Linked DNA regions of Zea mays: region 2 is linked to region 1. The links are chromatin contacts, called in public Hi-C maps. All regions are on one chromosome and are shown on one strand. The core of a region is the stretch at or near the end of the contact, and the rest is flanking DNA. Distances in the headings are between cores, read along the strand shown. Region 1 has its middle 47 kb from the start of LOC103655123. Region 2 has its middle 100 kb from the start of LOC109945996.

The links. Hi-C and Micro-C count contacts between places; a contact is called where the count stands out from the background.
Region 2: a Hi-C map of ear shows a contact between it and region 1, with 2.0 times the contacts expected there. The contact joins two enhancer-like sites. A contact is called at or near these places in 2 of 25 Hi-C or Micro-C datasets (ear and tassel).

The regions. Positions count from the first base shown.
Region 1 is chr4:15,220,270-15,223,934 of Zm-B73-REFERENCE-NAM-5.0, reverse strand. No RefSeq gene overlaps it. Among protein-coding and RNA genes, the nearest start is that of LOC103655123, 47 kb to the right of the region's middle. Within about 2 kb of position 1,349, at least 16 of the 20 cell types and tissues checked have an H3K27ac peak or open chromatin away from gene starts, as enhancers often do. A contact at or near this core is called in ear and tassel, where this site is marked.
Region 2 is chr4:15,468,254-15,471,709 of Zm-B73-REFERENCE-NAM-5.0, reverse strand. No RefSeq gene overlaps it. Among protein-coding and RNA genes, the nearest start is that of LOC109945996, 100 kb to the left of the region's middle. Within about 2 kb of position 1,594, at least 17 of the 20 cell types and tissues checked have an H3K27ac peak or open chromatin away from gene starts, as enhancers often do. A contact at or near this core is called in ear and tassel, where this site is marked.

The DNA of each region.
Region 1 (3,665 bases), core at 100-2,599:
ATGGTGCCCGCTTGTGGATCTGGCAATTCCTTGTTAGGGAAAGACCGGTTCCAGGAATCGACAACACAGTAGCTGATCTCCTCATGATCTTGCAGGAAAAATAATTAGTTGTTGGCAAACTGGTGCACTTCAGAGATTTTACTTTTTACCGTAGGGTTTTTTTTTTAATCTTTTCTCACCTACGGCGTACGGGTAACGGCCTTTCTAGTTTCTACCGTCTAGAAAACAAGAGAGAGAGGGAGAGAGGAGATTTTCAGTCAGGTAATTTTGTTTACTCGGCCCATTTGATTGGGACGGCCCACGTCCACATTCTAGTAACCAAGCACATTTGGTTTGGTTCTGCCATTTATTCAGTCAAGAACGACCCATGTTCTTTGAATCAAAATGTGAAAACGTCAGGTACATGGACTTATAGGGTGTTTGGTTTTAGGATTGAGCTAGACTATCATTGTCTCATTTCTCACTTTTTTGAGTTTGGTTTGTCAAATGAAATGAGTTGATTCATCACCACATCATTCCTCATATAGTTAGTTAGTACCGATATTAGAAATGAGATCATCTCACCAAACTTGAGTAATAGATCCATGATACACCACCTCAATTTGGATGGAGTGTTTTCTCAAACCAAACACCCCCTTAGTTTCTATAATGGTTTAGGGTCAAAGTAATTTTTTTAGATTTTGGAAATGACTCAAATAATTGTAAAACAATTGGATTGTTGTCCAAAGTAGTTTGAGTTGTCATTAAAAACGTGTGAAGACTACAAAATAGGGATAAAACAAAGGTTACACTCCAAAATAGGGGCAATAGCACAATTGTTCATTGTAATTTTTATCAAGACTTGACATCGTTCAGTATAACTGACGGAGTAGAATCATACACAATAGTTTTGTTTTGAAAAAAAAAAACAGAGACAGACACGCATGATGTCTGTAGTTATACCCTAAAAAAAGGGCAGTGACGCAATTGTTCCATAAACGAATTGTATTGTTCGTCTTGTCAATCAAATGCACAAGGCTAAACTTACCGGGAAGAGGCAGGATGTGGAGCCCACTTGGCCATGGAGAAGAAAACCTCCAATAGTCAACGTAGCCACCAGTGATTACCTCTTAGAATTGGCCTAGCCGCTAGCGAGTCACTCGGACCTATTTTTAATCTAAATGAATACGTTACGTTGTTCATTGAAGGGTTTTCCTTCTTTGTTTTCCTTTTCAAAAGTGGAGAAATGAATAACAATTGAAAAAACAAAACGAAAGTGAGTGATTGACCCGACTGGGCCACTTCAAGGCTAAATGCGGCCCAGCCCGGCAAGCTCTCTGTCTCCCTCGCGCCTGCACACGTACGGAGGGAGGACAGGGAGACTGAAGCCCCTGGCGGCCGCAGCGTCAACGTCGCCCGCGCTCTAGGCGGCGGTATGTCTGGACGAATGACGCTGTCGTCCTCGTCCGCACCGTGCCGGAAGTCTCCACCACACCATCAAATAGGTGCACCTCGCCTCGTTATCCCATTTGAGGAAGAAGTACCAGTTCTTCTGTCTTGTCTTTGATTTGATCCACCTGATTCCGGCGATTTGCGGAGGTTCGGCAGCTGCTCCACTGAGGTTGGATTAGTCGGTGGTGGCGCTGTGACGCTCCGATCCTTGTGGCGGTGTGCACGGTCACTTGCGTCTGTTGTCGAGTGAGCCGTCGTCGGACGTCAGCTGTGGCGGCGATTGAGAGGTGGTGGGCGCCCTATCACGGGCTGATTGATGGGCAGCGTCTTCGCGCGCGTGACATATGGTTGTGCCTCGTGCGATGTGCCCATCGGGTGGTGGTACCGTCGTGATGTGCTGCTGGTTTTCACCGGCACCGTGCTATAGTTGTGTCAGGTGCTTGTGTGTGGCTTTGTTCCCGTGGTGTTATCAACCGTGATCTGGCTGGGTTCCCTGCTGGTGTTCGTTCGGTTGTTAGTATCATGATGTCTCCTTCCGCTCAGACAGCTGCTCAGGGCCCGTTCCTGATTTTTTAGGGGCCCAGAATAAGATTATAAACAGAGGCCATAATTTATATATTAAGAGCTCTGGGCTTCCAATAATAGAGGAAGCCTAGGATAGTCAACATGGACATTTTGGTTGAACCACACCGAGTCAACAGGTCCTAGTCACGGCGCCGTTACCTCTGTCAGCCAGCCACCTCTCCCACGTTTCCTGTTTCTAAAACCGTAGTCGCGCATTCAACGGAGACAAACCAGCCGCGCAGATTTTCCTTTCGTCGGAGGCGACTCACCAGGCGATTTCCGCGCCTCCAAACCAGCGCAGCGCCAATCCACCGCCGCTCCAATCCAGCGCCCTTCCATTCCACCTTACATCCTTCAATCTCCCAGCATTGGAGCCCGATTCAAGAAGTTCTAGGTAATCCAACATTGAAATACACCGAGTTTGCCGTCGATTTTTTGAAGCCTATCGGTCGATTGAAGTGGATTTGATTGTAACCCTTATTCTCCAGCTAAATGTGTGATTTGTATCCGCTTAGACATCACTATAATCGGGTCATTGCATCGCGCATTGTATCTCTTTTTTGTTTAGGAGCCCCGATATTAGGGCATGTGTATTTATTCTATATTCCCACTATCGCCCGACATTTATATATTTAGACAAAGGCTGTGGATTAGGTATTTACTGATGAGTTAGCAGAGAGTACTCTTATACAACCCAAGTAACACATATATGCTTTTTGTATGTAATATATATGCTTATCTTCAGTACTGTTTATGCACATTCACCTGAGTCATTTGTTTACACATTTGTTTTATTATATATGCATATAGTCAGTACTCTTTATGCACATTTACTTTAATGATTTGTTTTCACATCTATTTTATTATCAAATATGCTTATTTGTATTTGATATATATGCATATCCTCAGTACTGTTTATGCACATTCACTTGAGTCATTTGTTTACACATTTGTTTTATTATACATGCATATAGTCAGTATTCTTTACGCACATTTACTCTAATGATTTGTTTTCACATCTATTTAATTATCTAATATGCTTATTGTATTTCATTTATATGCATATCCTCATTACTTTTTATGCCCATTCAATTAAATCATTTATGTACACATCTGTTTTATTATATATAAAATATACTCATTGGATTTGATATATATGCATATTGGCAGTAATGTGTATGCTCATTCATACACAAGTTTATGAACATTTCGCAATATATTAAGCATATTTGAATTGATCTATTTACTTACATAATTAGTTTACACTCCTGTTCCTTATATATAAATACATACAGATACTGTTATTTAAGCAAATGTTATTTAAATATTCATGTTATTTGAGCTAAATGTTTTTATTACTATGAACCAGTTATTAAAATATGTTGTATAGTTAGTTGATCCAAAAAGGCTCTTATTTTATCCTGATCCATTTACAATTATATGAAATATTAAATCAATCTTTATGCTTGTATATAACCATTGTTCATTAAATGCTATCGCATAAATGTAAAAGGTAGTTTAAGTTATGTAATTCCACTTAGCATTATATAGTATGCATTTCAGATAGTTATAGTAAAAATTAGTTCTTTTTTTGGCATATATTCATGCATAAATCAATGTATTTAAAAACAACTTCTTTTTTCTACAGATCTATTCAGTATTTAATCATG
Region 2 (3,456 bases), core at 345-2,844, 250 kb before region 1:
ACACTCGGCAAAGACGGCAAGCGCTCGGTAAAGAGCTTGTTTACCGAGTGTGGGACACTCGGCACATAGAAACACTCGGCAAAGACTGCTTTGGCAAAGACTCCGTCTCCGTCGCCCGTCGCTGTAACGGCTGCTTTTCTTTGCCGAGTGCCCGAGAAAAAGTGCTCGGCAAAGAATGCTTTGCCGATGCACTATATGCCGAGCCCTCTTTGGCGAGTGCGACACTCGGCAAAGTGTTTGCCGAGTGTTTTTAAAGCTTTGCCGAGTGCTTCAGACACTGTAGGTTGTTGCGGGAGCGGCGTCCTCGATGATTGCAGGGGCTGTGGTTTAGCCGGCGATTGCGACGCCCGGTAACATAACAGGCGACCGAGGTCATCGTGGTGAAGGTGTCTGCGGCGTCGTCCTCGACGATCGCGGAAGTGGCCAACGCGGTGCCGGGTGCAGATGGGAGAGGCCGGGTGTAGTCGCGTTGGCGGCCGTGATCGCGACGAGGCGGGGCGTAGTCACGTTGAGGTGGGCTGTGATCGCGGTGGAACTGAATCGAAGGATTGATGATGATGAGTAGCGTTGAGGGTGATCTAATAAAGAATGGTCGTCGGATGTGTACGAGTAAGAGAGTAAATCAGATGATCAGGAACGTTGTTTTTTTGATAGTGGGATTTTCTAGGGTTAAAACGTTGGGTAGATTTAGTAGAGGCATGAGTGTACGTGTGGGGTGTTTTATAAGGTGTACGTAGCTTAGTTTAAAATGGTGATTTTAAAGGGTAGAGATACATTGCAGTTATTATCATTTGTTTGACGCATAGTAACTTGATAACATGGGGAGGTTACACGCAGGCTCAAACAAACGTCTAACAATGTGAATTAATAGTGCCGTGATGTGATCCCGGCAAAAAAGCATCAAACCAAATAGCACCTTTGGATTTGGTTGCGGCAGCCATCGGGTGACGACGTGTGGGGAGTAGAGGACGCCAGAGAAGATGGCCATGGCAATGGATCGGGTGAAGCAAAAATCCACCCGTGATCACATTTGTAAAGTCTATCTAAACTCATCTGTGATCAGACCCAGAGATGCAATTTTAAACCCGCACCCAAACTCGTCGGGTTTTTCAGGTGAGTTTCGAGTCACTCGCGAGTTTTACTCATTGGACACTTTCAAGCAATAATTCAGCTATAAGTAACTAAATACCAACAATAATTAAGTTATATCTATAGATTTTAAGCCTTCTTACGTTGAGCAACAACAAAACACTTCATGAATTATTAAGCAAGTCAATTATTTAAAATAATTACTACTATATCTTAATCATTATTGTGAGTGAACCAAATTTCGGATCGGGTGCGGGTCATCTATGCGTTAAAATAGAAAATTCGCATCAATACCCGTGAAACTTTTGATCAGGCGCGGGTTTCACTTATGGGTCAAAATCTTCATCACCCGCATCCATCGGGTTTTGTGCTTACGGGTTAAATAATTGCCATCCCTACCAGATGGAACCCCCGCGAGTCACGCAGTCGCAGACTCTCTGCTCATCTGATGGGCTGGCTTGAGTAAACATTTGGCCCAACGGCCTTGACCGGGCCAGAAATTCACATATACTGAGTTATTCTGGGCCACGTATAGGGCCGTTGTCCTAGTCGCTTTAGGCCCGTATCTACCTCTATGTCGAGTAACATAATAACCCAAAAAGTATATTTTTTCATCGTCTGTGCACTGTTCCTCCCGTCGTCCCGCGCGTGGACTGCCCGTCGTGCGTTCCTCACTTGCGCCCGTCTCCGAGCCAAGTCCAACTCGTGAAGAAAGTCCGTCTGCGTGCTGTCACGGTCACGGGGCTAAGACTGTCAGACTGCTGCAAAATAGTGAACTCCTCTCGCAGCACGGCTTGACAAAATAGCCCACTCGAAAAGTGCTCATGGATCGGTTGCACATTTCTTGGTTTTTGACTTTTTGTTTAGGATTGGATAGTTCGGAGAATCTTGCATGCCTCATTGCCTCTGGATATACTGTCGAATTTAATCCATGCACTCGTTAGGAACAGGGTAGTGTCAACTGTCAAGGCGTCGATGCAAGGATTTTTTTTATATAAGAAAAGCGTGCACCCAAACATGCCAAAATACATAGTTGTAAACTTCATAAAATTTTAAGAACCATAGTATGAATTTTTGGAGGGTCTCTTTTTGCTACTCGAAAATCCTTAAAAAAGCAATCTAGATATAGAGTTTGAAGGTATTATTAACCTGTCATCGTCACGGGTTATGAGAAAGCAACCTAAACTCCGGAGCAAAGCTGCTCCACACAAAGTTTGATAATTTTTACATACGGTTTTGGTTATGAAAGGCTAGTGAAATAAAATGGTTGGTCCGATCAAGAAAATCACCTGTGGAAACGTTTTTATCGACGATTTTATTTACAAACCCGCCGATAGAAATCGTGCATTTTTTACTCGCGGTTTTTCTTAAGAAAACTGCTAGTAGAAATCATATTTTCACAGGTGGTTATGAAACTTTGTAGTTTTCAACCTTTTCATTTGAAATCATTTAGGCTATCAAAATTACATCTAATTTGTTAAATTTTAAAATACAAATTTTACAAATAGTCTCGGATGGAAAAATTACCAAAATAAAACTTGTAGAACTCTAAAAGTTATTAAACTTTGTAGTTGACAAGTTTTTCGTTTGAATTAGTTTACAACCTCAAACAACCAATATATAATCGGTTTGTTCTAATATGTGAGTAAAAAAATTGATATCTAGACACAACTTAAGTGATGGTGGAGTGGTAAAGGATGATATACGCGAGGGTGAGGTGTCAGTTTGAGTGCTCGTAGCCAAATTCCACTGGCGTTTCTCAATTAACCGCAGTGAGTGGAGCAGAGCTATGCTAAATTGAAACCTTGCCATAGATAACACAATTTTTCCCCCAAATGCTCCTCTTAGGGTCTGTTTGGTTGGGCTGTGGCTGTGAAAAAAGTTACTGTGAGCTGTGAGCTGTAGAAAAAGCTGCTGTAGGCTGTAAGCTGTTAAAAAGCTAAAAACCGTTTAGTGGAAATCACTAAAAGTCATTAAAAGTTCTTCGATATATGTTTTCACAGTTTCATCCGAAAAGCCACTAAAAGCAGGTCCAGGGGTGCTTTCAGATTTACACTGCGAGAAAGTCAGCTTTTAGAAAAAGCTGCTTCCTGGATCCAGCCCTTTGGTTGGCTTTTGGCTTTTAGGGAGGCAAAAGCCAAAGCCAAAAGTCAAACCAAACACACCCTTACTATGTTAAAATTTATTACTCTGGTTACAACTACAGACATAGATCTAACACTTATATAATTCAACAATTCAAAGGGTATCTACAACTTTCAAATCCGTTCTATTTGGTCTGGCCTAGCCTGTTTGCCGAAGAGGAGGAACTCTTTTACTTCCGAGTTTTTCAACCGGGACCACGTATTTGGACTAAAGACTCTGCTC